Regions from separate parts of the Ovis aries genome. Here region 2 is linked to region 1. The links are chromatin contacts, called in public Hi-C maps. All regions are on one chromosome and are shown on one strand. The core of a region is the stretch at or near the end of the contact, and the rest is flanking DNA. Distances in the headings are between cores, read along the strand shown. Region 1 holds the start of TET2 (tet methylcytosine dioxygenase 2). Region 2 overlaps LOC114115276 (a long non-coding RNA gene).

Region 1 (5,608 bases), core at 1,267-3,766:
ACAGTATACACAACATTGGAAAAGTCCCCCCAAAGTAGTTAGATACTACTCTTGGCAAAAGGAATTATATATTTTAAATTCTGAATTGCTGGGATAATTAACCGCAGTTTTCTCAACAGATAGTAAGCATTTCTGCTAAACTCTTTAAGTGTTTTCTTTATTATCTGAGGACAAATAAGAACAACCAAATGAGCTGTTTCTATTCCACAAAGATGAGTAACATGTCTCCCTTGTAATCATGCCTCTACAACGATTAAACTTAACTGCTTTCCATAGATCAAAATGTAGAGTTACAAAGTGAATTACTAAGAACAAGTAGTTTTGGAGATGTGATTTATGGAGCAATGTCCATTATTGTGTTTTCCCCCCAACCATCTTTTAATTGTATACATGACTTCTAAACTTGTTTGACTTTCCAATCCTTCACTAACATTTCTCTGTTTAATAGCATTAAAATATCAGTATTTATTATGTTGAAATGTATATTCTACTTCAAACCTATTATGTAACACACAGCAAACAAGGAAAAGAATATAACTCCCCTCCAGTATTTCGACTTTCCATTAAAATGCAAATATAATGATTTCATTAGCCAGGCAACAATACCCACAGCCTTAAATCAAACCAAACCATAGCCAGTATCTTTCCTATACACACTTCCAACTGTCCCTAAGATAGAATCTTACTTTTATGTTGGATCATTTATTGATGAATATTTTTGGATTTGGATTTGCCATTATCTATCCCTGACTGGAGAAAGAAAAGCATGATGTATGAGTCGAGATTTTTAAACTGTGGCTGTATTCTACTCCCTAGACAGGCAAATATAAAAATATTTAACTAAATTTTAAACGACTGGAAAATGACCCCTTTTCAATTCCTAAACAGTACAAGGAGGAGGAGAAAAACTCACTCAATACCATTAAAAGTATGTCATGAGGGCAACAGCCTGTAAATTTCACTTATATTTCGCACTCGACCTTCCCAGCAGTCTATCCAGCCCACACTTTATTTTGCCACAGATAGAAAACTCTCCATAGAAACTTAGCCTAGTATCACTAGAAAAGCGGCCTCCATGAAAAAGATTCATCAAGAGTCATGTATGAGTGAAGGAAGAAGGAGAAAAAGAAGAACGGGAGGAGAAAAGGGAAACACAGAGAAAGGCAGAAAAAAGACCAGAGAACTGCGAAAAAGACAAATTTGCACGAGACTGCTAGAAATCTGCTCTCTGCTTCTCCGTTTCTTCACTGGGATTGGGTTTCATTTCTTTCTGCGCCCCTGACCTTGCCGTCTTCCAACTCTCCACTCTCCCCCCGTCCCCGCGCCCGCCCGTCTGCCCCCTCCCCCGGCCTGCGCCTGCCTTTGTGTCTGCCTGTCACTTACCGGCGAACCCGACGAAGCTGATTTGGGAGAAGCACAAAGCCAGGACACAGATTTGCCCACAAATGCTCTCACACACGTTCCCCCACGCTGGAAGGGACAGCCCATCGCAGAGCTGATGCACCTTGAGAAAAGTGGGGTTCGGGTCTTGTGTGGGGAAGCCGAGAAACTATTCTTTTCCTCTCTCGGCTCCGCAGCGCTAACAAAACACGCGTACTTCAGCGGGGAAAGAAAAAACAAAAAACACAACAACCCCCGACCGAGTAGACTCCTGTTCCACTCGCTGTGACACTCGCTGAGCGCGGCCCCCCGAAAAGGGGACACGGGGCAGGCAGAAGGGGGCGGACGCAAACGCACACTCAGATCCAGACCCCCAGCGCAGAAAAGGGTCGAAACCCACTCGGTCCGTGTGCTCCCCAGGGGTGGGTGAGGATAAACCCGGGGCTCGTCTGCCTTCCACCGAGGGAGGGGGGTGGGGGAAGAGTCAAGGAAAAAGTCGTGCCCCCCGACAGCTGCACTAGTTTAGAAAGGAAAGCAGAGAAAAATCACTTTCCGGAGGCTAAAAGGCCGGGAAAGCGGCCGGCCGGACTCACAAAGCTAAGTTTTCTGGGTGAGGAGGGCACGAGCATTAACTAACAGGAGAGAGAGCACACACAACTACAGGTTTAAAAGGGGGGTGGGGGGAATTAAAACTATATTTGTCAGCCATGTTGAAGAGGCTCCAGTAATTTGTGAAGCTTCCCTTCTTCCCTCTCGGTTCTTCGCGGGTGACACTGCAGGCTTTGCGCCCCAGCCCCTGCGAGCCCGAGAGAAAGCGAAGGGGAGAGGAAGGGGAGAGTTTCGCGGCGTAAGAGAAGCGCTCTGACCTCGGTCTCGTCCCTCAGCCTTGCAGCGATCCAGCAGTTTGCAGTCGGGTCTCCTTTCTAACAAATCCTAAAGGGCAGCCATCTTGCTTCCTTCTGCTTCTCTACGAAAGCAGCCTAGCCTCCGCATCAATATTCATAAGGCAGTTTGACGTCTGTTCTCATCACCCGGCGGGGCTGGCGTCTCGGGGCGGCCGCGGCGAGGGGGCGGACGTGACTCGCATGCGAGCCGGGCCTGGGCGCGCGGCGCTCGCGAGGAGGAGGCGGCGGGGCCGCCCGAGCTCTGGCCGAGGCCGCCGCCGCCGCTCTCCGCCTCCGCCTCCTCCCGCTTCTCCGCCTCCTCCGCCCCGCTTCCTCCTCCTCCTCCTCCTTCCCCTCCGCCCCGGACACCGCCTTCTGCGCCCGGGCCTCCACCGCCGCCCCGGGGCTCTCGGCCCGGACTCCCCGGGAATTGGCTCCCCGCCCCGGGGCTCCCAGCGCGGAAGCCGGCGGCACCTGGGCCCGAGCGCAGGGGCGCGCGCTCGAGGCTGGGACTGCGGAGCCAGGCAGGGGAGCAGTGCGCCCGGGGGAGCGCGGGGGAAGGTCCGGACCCCGGGGCCCTTGCACGGGGTCGCCACCCAGCTGGAGGCGTGGGACTGGAACCACGGGGGAGGTGGGGTGCGTCCCTGGCAGGAGGATGCGAGACCCCAGCTGAACCTTTTAAACTTTTTTTGGTATCGTACCCACCGCGACCTTAGGGTAGATGCGCACCTCCCCAGTCCCCAGTGTCCGCGCATCCGCCCCGACTCCCACCTCCTGGCAGGTACCCCCGCGCACGCCCCGGAGCGCACCCACCTTCGCCCGCTCAGGCCCGCACCCCAACCTCTGGTAGGTCCACTCGCCCCGCCTCGCCCCCCGCTTTGGCATCCCCTCCACACGGTCGTTTTCATCTCGCTCTGCAGAAGCACCCCCCAGTTTCTCAGAGGGCATGCCCTTAGTGCTTTAGGGGCCTGTAGTCTGAAAGACTCGACAAATTAGGAAATTGAGCGAGGCCCGCTTCTCACCGCCCCAGCCCACCTTCTGTTTACTTTGGCCACGTGGGCTGAGAGAAGGATTCACGCAGATCCGAGAGGACTTTCTCAACAGTGACTCTTCTCCCTAAATTCGGTCGTAAGAAATAAACCTGCAATTTCAAATGGTTACGTTTACTTGCGTAAGAGCCTCTATTTTGCAAAAATGCCCAGCCTTATAATTAAGTGATGAAGAAATCAACCTGTAAAGAACTAAACTCGAATGACGGACTCTCGATTTTCCCTGACGTTCGGGATTCTATAATCATTCGCATCCGTGGACAGTTTTTCTTTTCTGTTGCCGAGTAGACTTTTAATGCTTTTTTGAAAAGAATAATCATGTTGAAGATGAGATAAAGAACAAAGCCCATGTGAATCGTTATATCAGATTGATAGTTTTTGAGATTCGCCCTCTATTAGACGTTCTCACGTTACTGGCATTCAAATTTTAGATAGATTTTTGGGGGCACATCCGTTTTGGGATCGCTACATTGTGATCGGATCGCTACATTGTGACCAGGCTATTCTTAAGTCAACACAAGATATTTTGTATAGCTCACATTTTTTGTCTGTAATTTCTTTAGAAGTGAAGGCTTTACCTAATTTTATGAGATCGGAATATTTCCTCTTTGAAAAGGCGTTTAAAAGGGAACTCTTTGTGTGTTACATTGTTGCGAAGAAGAGCGTTTAAAGTGTGTTCCAATGAAACATTGTTTATTCCACTTTGAGACAAAGTTGACTTCGACTTCTGGTTTCGAACTTGTCTAAGCAAGATCATTCGTTTCCCTAAGCATTCATGTAAAATGAATTTCCATCTTTTTTAACTGCACACGAATGTGTCTTTGAAGTCTTGGTAATTGCTAATGAGCTGTAAGCTGTTTAAGAGGTGCCTTGTAATTTGTTTTTCAAGTCCCAAAAGTAAAGTTTCCTGAAGACTGTGACCTACCTTTGTGTCCAGCACAAAACAGCAGAATTGTGGAAAACATGGGCTTTGGAGTCAGACAGACCTAGATGGATCCTGACTCCACCCCTTACTAAATGTGTGACCTTGAGTATAGTACTTTTTGTGTATCCTCCTCTGTCAAGTATGAAGTGGTAGTCTTTCAGTGGTGCGCTACTCTTGGTGATTCCATAGACTGTAGCCTGCCACGCTCTTCTGTCCATGGAATTCTCCAGGTAAGAGTCCTGGTTGCCTTTCCTTGCTCCAGGGGATCTTTCCTGGGTCTCCTGTGTTGCAGGCAGATTCTTTACTGTCTGAGCCACTAGGGAAGCTCATGTTAAAACAGTGTGTTGTGAGAATTGAATATGACACCAAGTGCCCAGGTAGTTATTATTAATACTATTACCAATCATAAACTCTCTACTTCCAGGAGTTTTTCTTGCTTGACTAGAAGTATATACGTAAATATATGTCTTCCTACATTGAATAACATGCGGCAAATATTGTACTGACATGACTTTGATATGACTACCTGAATGCTCCCTTACTTATGTATATGATAATTGGGGAAATGATCTGTAGGGTCACCTCCTTCTCATTTATCTTTTAAACACCTCCCTCTCTGTGTGTTGTAACAGGTGGTTCTTGTCTGTCTGGAATCACACTTGACTTGCAGTTGGTTTTGCGACAGGCCCTGAACCTTTTCTTGCCAACTTCTCTGCACTCCACCCCACCCTTAACCACCATGACATTTTGTTAATTTGAAAGAAAATTCCTTACTCCTCTTGGCTATTGTGACTTTTCAACAGCAAAAGGAAGTAAAATTCTAAGTCTACAGGTATAAAATATTTTAGTAAAATTTTGTATTGTTGATAAAAAAAAAACCCACCTTCTTTCTTAACCTCTATTTCTGGGAAAGAAAAGCTATAGTGCACATAATCAGCTGTTTACTAAATATTAGTGCACATTTGTAGGAGTAATTTAGAGCCAGCTTTTATTAATTGTGTGCATTCTTGAGATTCCTCCTCTTATAGGTGTGGATAATATGTTTTTAAAAGATAATTTGCTGTTTTAACAACAGTCAATTGTTATCAAACTCCTTACCATTTCCCCCCCTCCAATTAGAAAGACCAGCACTGCTTCCACACAGAAAAATCCTTGCTTCCTTACCAGAAAAAAAAGACTAATAGAACAAGTTCCATGACATGCTATTCTGTGTTAGAAAATTGACTTGATTGGCCTGGGCACCTGCTGTCTAACTCAGTTGCTGGTCTCTAAGCCTCTTAGGGTGGAGGCAGCTTCCTGTCTGTTCTGTCCTTTAAAGAGCTGACAACAGCAGCTTGCTTTACAATGCAAATTTCTTGTACTAACAAAAA
Region 2 (5,608 bases), core at 2,145-4,644, 65 kb after region 1:
TTTCTCTTTGGTCAGAACTATGAGAACAGCCCTGAAGCTTTCCTCAGTTTCTGAGATCATAGTAGCTGCTTTTCACCTATCTCTGAGCATTCAATGAGGAAGGTAATAGTGCTTCAGTACATGATACAATATACTTTCAGGATATCAGGTCCCATCAGCTAATAGATACAAAGCGGATCCAGCTAATTTCCAATAGGGCTTCTGGAATTTTCTGGGATTTCTGTGTGGACATCAGGATATCCATGATAGCTCACATAACAGGATCGTATGGAAGGTTGGCTCCCCTTGTCAGGTGGACATCGACTGTTGGCCTGTTGTTCTTAGTTCCAGGTCTGCCCTAAGCTGAGACACTTGCTTCTTGCTTCCCAGGTATTAGTGAGTTGGCTAAATCTTTAAATGGGAGAGAAAAATAGAAATGAAGCAGAACCTTTTTCTCATGTGGTTTCTTTGCCTCCTCTAGGTAGTTCGGTTTTCCCTAGGTTGGCAGGATGGGATTTTCTTCTAGATCTCCTTTTATGCTCTCCCACCCCACAAGAACGTAATAACACACCAGAAGCATCACATTCCAGATGCCCAATCTTAGCACAAGTGTCTGCAGGATGTCCAGCCTTCTTTGGGGACCAAGCACTACAAGAGCCTGTGGACTCTCCACTGGGGACAGTGCCTGTAGACTGAAGCAGAAAAGATGATCTGCATGACCTCCAGGGCTTTGCAGATTTGTGATTGTCTAATAACAAGACTACTTCTCCTGACTATACCCTCCCACAGCATGACAGACTGTACCTGGAAGTCCTGGTAGATGTCATGGGTGTAACAAGTTAATTTGGTAACTGTGGATGCCACTTTGCTCCCCAATAAGTGTGCTCAGGCTCTGCAATCTCACTGGCTATTGAATTTTCTCAGTGGAATATGTTTTCTTTGGGATGGAAATTTAACTCCAATTTCTTTGGAACAGAAGAGTTGCTCCTTGTTGATGTTAGAGAGGAAAAGAGAAAAGAGACTCTTCCCAATTGGAAGAAGTACGTGACACTTCCCATGGGCCTCTATCACCCGCTCGTCCTCTACAGATCAGCTCAAGGTTTTACTGTCGATCACTTTATGCTCAGTGTTGTATAGGTCATAATATCACCTTTAAAAAAGGCTTAAAGCATTTACAGTTGCAAATGCTAGATAATTTTATTAAACTGGAACTTCACCAGGGTCCTCTTGGCTAGCCAACAGAATTTTATTCAAGGGGTTTTAGTTTCATTGCTGAAGTAATGTTACGTGAAGATTATCAACCTTTAAATAATATTCCATTCATGATTTAAATTTAGTTCAAGACCAGTGAGTGTTCAAAATGAGACACAGAGCTATAGTCTTTAATTCTAGAAGAGTTGCTGCAGATGCTAATTTAACTTTATGGAGAAAGACAATGGCCCATGGCAAACTAAGCAGAGCATTTGGGAGGGCATTAGTATTCTGGGCGAACACTTCCTAATTAAGCTGTACACCTCTCTCTCCTCTTCTGAATCTAAGTGTTGTTATTTATGGCAGAAAACTTACCATTTGTTATTGTGTTCATTTTCCTCCAAGTTTCTGGATTTTTATTTCTGCTAGCAAATTTTGAAATTTATCTAATTTACTGGATAGCTCTTCCCCTAAAGGGGGGCATAAACTTGAATTAAAAATGAACTTTTGCTTCTTAGAAATATAGAAATCTTTTCCTTTTATGGACATATGACAGAAGAAGTTTGCTTTAACTTTCTTTTTGTGCAGTTTCCCAGATATTCTCAGGGATACACCAAGAATTGTGGGGGAGGGAAAGCGGAATGCAAACACAGGCACCATGTTGTTGCCATTTCAAAGCATCAAGAGAACCCTACTAAGATAGTAGAATCTTAACCCTTAGAGAACTCACCCCATCCTAGGTGCCATTCTTAATTTCTTTCTTTACTCTGGCTCTCTTTTCCTTGCCCCACACTTTTCCCTACTTCGTTAGTGCTGGCATATTGCTTTGAACCTGCTCAAGGTCATATTTTATAAATGATTATCTAGATTTAGGAAATCCCTGCTTATTGATGGCTAAGGGGTGTGATCAGAAATGGTTAGTGATTCTCCAGGAGTTAAGTGAAGCATTTGAACTGTTCATAATTCTTTTTGTGGAGAGGGCAAGGATGATGGAGATAGCACAGTGAATGGAAGAATATGCAGCCATCTTTCCTCTGAAGTTCCCATGGCAGAAGGAAGGTAAGCGATCAGTTCCTAGACTTCCTATTTTCCACAGACCAGTTACACTGCAGTCGAGTCTCCTTTACTTTTTTGCAATCTCATGTTTCTCCTTCCTGTTTCTTTACTCAAGTATAGGTTTCCTATTGATGAAAGGACACAGATTAATTCATCAGGAGACCAACAGTGAGTATTCTGTCTTGTAAAAGCCTGGCTTAAGACCAGTGAGGTGCTGGAGAGGGCGAGATAAAGATGGCAGAGTAAGAGGACATGAAGCTCACCTCCCTCCATGAACACATCAAAAATACACCTGCACGTGAGACACTTCTCAGAGCAAACGAACTGGAAACTGGCAGAAGGACTCCTGTGCAACCAAGACTGTCAGAAAGATAAACACGCAATAAAGTAGGACAGGAGAAAAAGCATCCGGCTGAGACCTGCAGCCCTGGGAGGGAACAAGAGGAAAAGGGAGATTGCACGGATGGACGCTTGCCCTGGGGAGTGAGTGGATCCAGTCACAGACTGGGTGTCAGAGTCTTTGAGTCCTGTGAGTAGGAGACAAACCCCTTTGGCTGCCTGGAGAACTGCTGGGACAGATAGAAAGGCAGGAGAAGACTGGACCCCCGCTTGTGAGGACTGCTCAGGTATGGTGTGTCCCCAGGAAGGCGGATGCTGCTACCTCCTTGCTGCATTCCCCAGTTGGAACTGAGTGAACCCTGGCACTGCTCACTCTGTACCACAGCTTGGCACTAGATCTAGGCATCCAGGACCTGGAAAAAGACCTGATCTAGGAATGCAATGGCAACCTGAGGCCCTGGGGTGTAGCTCAGGCGGAGTGGTGGTGGCCGCTGTTGGTGCTTACTCAGGTTGCGCCCCAGAAGCAACCCAGGGTTCTGACAGCAGTACAGCTGCTGGAATTCCCACCACAGCCTTGCTGTGTGTCCTAACCCAAGATGAGGGGACACTGAGCCCCCGTGCTCTCCACGCTGCAGCCTAGCAGTAGATCTGGGGTGGTCACGGCAATGGCAAGGTGTGACCACGAACTGTGTCTGGTTGCAGCCACAGTTGCCTACACAGACAGAGCACTGGACTTCCGTAAGCACAGGAGCCCCACTTGCTTCAGCACTCCCCTCTGTGAGGGCAAAGGTCCCAGAGCAGGGAGAAGGAAACACATACTCTTAAAGGGAACAGAGCCACCTTGAGCCCAACCCTCAGAACTTCTGATTCAGTGATCTGAGAGCAGAGCCTGCTCCCGACAGGGCAGTGATGATGACTAAGCAGAGAGGAAATCCCATCTCACACTCCAGATAAGCTCTAGCTCCACCATAATCAGCCATACCCTCTGCTAGCACATCCTGAGGAAAGATGTGACTGGCAAACTCATCAGGTCCAGCTCTCCCACCAAAGGCACTGGGCATATGCAGCCTGCATAAGGATGCTCTCACATAAGAACACCTCTTTGTCACCACAGTAGGAAATCGTTTCACCTAAATTCATAGAGGCAGAGCAAGTTAAGTAAAATAAGATTGCAGAGGAACTATTTTCCACTGAAAGAGCAAGAGAGGGGAGAACAAGATGGCAGAGGAGTAGGTGGATGTGGAGTGCATCTCTTTCCACGAATACATCAGGAATACACCTTCAGACATAGAAGTGCATGCAGAAACCAGCTGAAAGTGGACAGGAGTGCCTGACCAGCGCAAAACAATATCTAGACCCATGCACAACTCAGTAGGATGAAGGAACTAGGGAGAAAAACAGGAGTGTTAGTAGGACTGCACCTGCCCTCGGCGGGTGGGGGAACTGAAGCAGGGGTCCAATCCCCACATCGGAGCAATGGTCTGAGTCAGAGGAGAAACATTTAAGGCCGAAAGTGAAACAGCTGACCTGTGGCAGCCTAAATGGAATGAGCATCAGACAGTCCTTGCCAAAGCCATACGTACCCCGGACAGGAACGCTGGTCCCCTGGAAGGCACAGTAGCTGGAAGCTGGAGTTTGGGGATGGTGGAGCAGTCCGGGAGTGAGGGCTGCTGTTGACTGCGGAGAGACAAATTGAGAGGATGTGAGGGAGGAGATCGTGGTGGGAAATGCCAGTGGAAGAAAGCCGGGCAGCCTTGGAAGCAAGGTGATACTGCTGAGTCATACGTAGTGGGTGGAGCCATCGCCATAGCCTCCCTCTCCCCACGTGCCAGCATGGGCAGCTGAACAATAGAGAAATTCACCCATCAAACGCCTGAGGCACTGAACTACAGAGTGGGACCTCACCCAGGGTGCTCCTTTAAGTGACTGATAAGCCAAACAACAGAGAAGGACCCCAGGCAAGGGAGCCCTCTAAGTGCCTGAACAAGTGGGGCTACAGAGAAAGACTGACCAAAGAGGCCTTCTGATCGTCAGCTACAAGAGGCGGGAGAAAAGACTCTGCTGGGGCCATAACTCCTGCGGTAGAGGCAGTCCGTGTTCCTGCACGCTTGGTGCCACCAGGGTCCCCGCAAGCCAAGCAGCTGCGCCACCTTCATGCTCAACTCTCACTGGGGCAGAGCTGCCACAGGCAAAAAAGTCTTGCGTCTATGCTCACTGTGTCCCTTTGGTCGTATCTGACTCCGCGACCCTGCGGACTCTGGCTTCCAGGCTTATGTCAGGAAGGGGGTTCTCCAGGCAAGAATACTGGGGCGGATTGGTAATACTGGTTGCCATACCCTTCTAGAGCACCGTGTTTCCTGCAGCCCTAGCCGACAACCCCCTGAGTACCTGGTGCTGCCAGAACCCCTGCGACCCAAGCAGCTGCACCACCTCCACACCTGGCCCTCACAGGGGCAAACCCAAGTCCTCCAGGGCAGCCTCAGGAGCAACCCCCAGGGGACGACCCACATGCAGAGGTGGAGATAAAACTACAACAGAAACCCAGGGGCAGTGTGGCTAAGGAAGAAGACCCAAAACCTTCCCACCAGCTGTACAAGCTGCAGATTAAATCCATATAATAAACAAGGCAGACTCTGTGTCTGTGGAATATATAAAAGGCCATTGAGAGCTCCCACAAAAGAAAATGCACTAATTCTGTTAGCTGTGGACATTGGAGGCAAGAACACATAGGAGTAGGACCAGATGAGAATCTGAGCTGCCCCCACAGCAGGTCCAGAGATCAGCACAGTGTTGGAGGGCATCCTAGGGAGGTGAGGTGAACTGGGACTCCCAGTGAGGGAAAGGACTCTGACAGCAGTGACTTGAGAAAAACATTTATTGTTCTTATTTTATGACTTGTTTTGTAGATTCTTTTGGATTTTTTCCTTTTTTCTCTTTTTCCTTTTTTCCACCTCTGTTGTAGTTGTCAATTTTATTGGCACTAAGAAATCCAGTTAAGCTTTTGAGCTTTTTCTTTTTTCCCTTCAGTCACATTTTTTTTATT

What was found. Hi-C and Micro-C count contacts between places; a contact is called where the count stands out from the background.
Region 2: a contact with region 1 is called in a Hi-C map of hypothalamus, with 2.2 times the contacts expected there. The contact joins the enhancer-like site here to the promoter of TET2 in region 1. A contact is called at or near these places in 6 of 16 Hi-C or Micro-C datasets (blood, hypothalamus, muscle and 3 more).

Annotation. Positions count from the first base shown.
Region 1 is chr6:20,412,472-20,418,079 of ARS-UI_Ramb_v3.0, forward strand. It overlaps TET2 (tet methylcytosine dioxygenase 2), which reads right to left and starts at 2,517. Exons shown (of 10, transcript XM_060417553.1): 1 at 2,247-2,517.
Region 2 is chr6:20,476,452-20,482,059 of ARS-UI_Ramb_v3.0, forward strand. LOC114115276 (a long non-coding RNA gene) reads left to right here. Exons shown (of 2, transcript XR_009601137.1): 1 at 1-2,229; 2 at 2,342-5,608. Among named protein-coding and RNA genes, the nearest start is that of TET2, 64 kb to the left of the region's middle. Within about 2 kb of position 3,395, at least 11 of the 54 cell types and tissues checked have an H3K27ac peak or open chromatin away from gene starts, as enhancers often do. A contact at or near this core is called in hypothalamus, where this site is marked.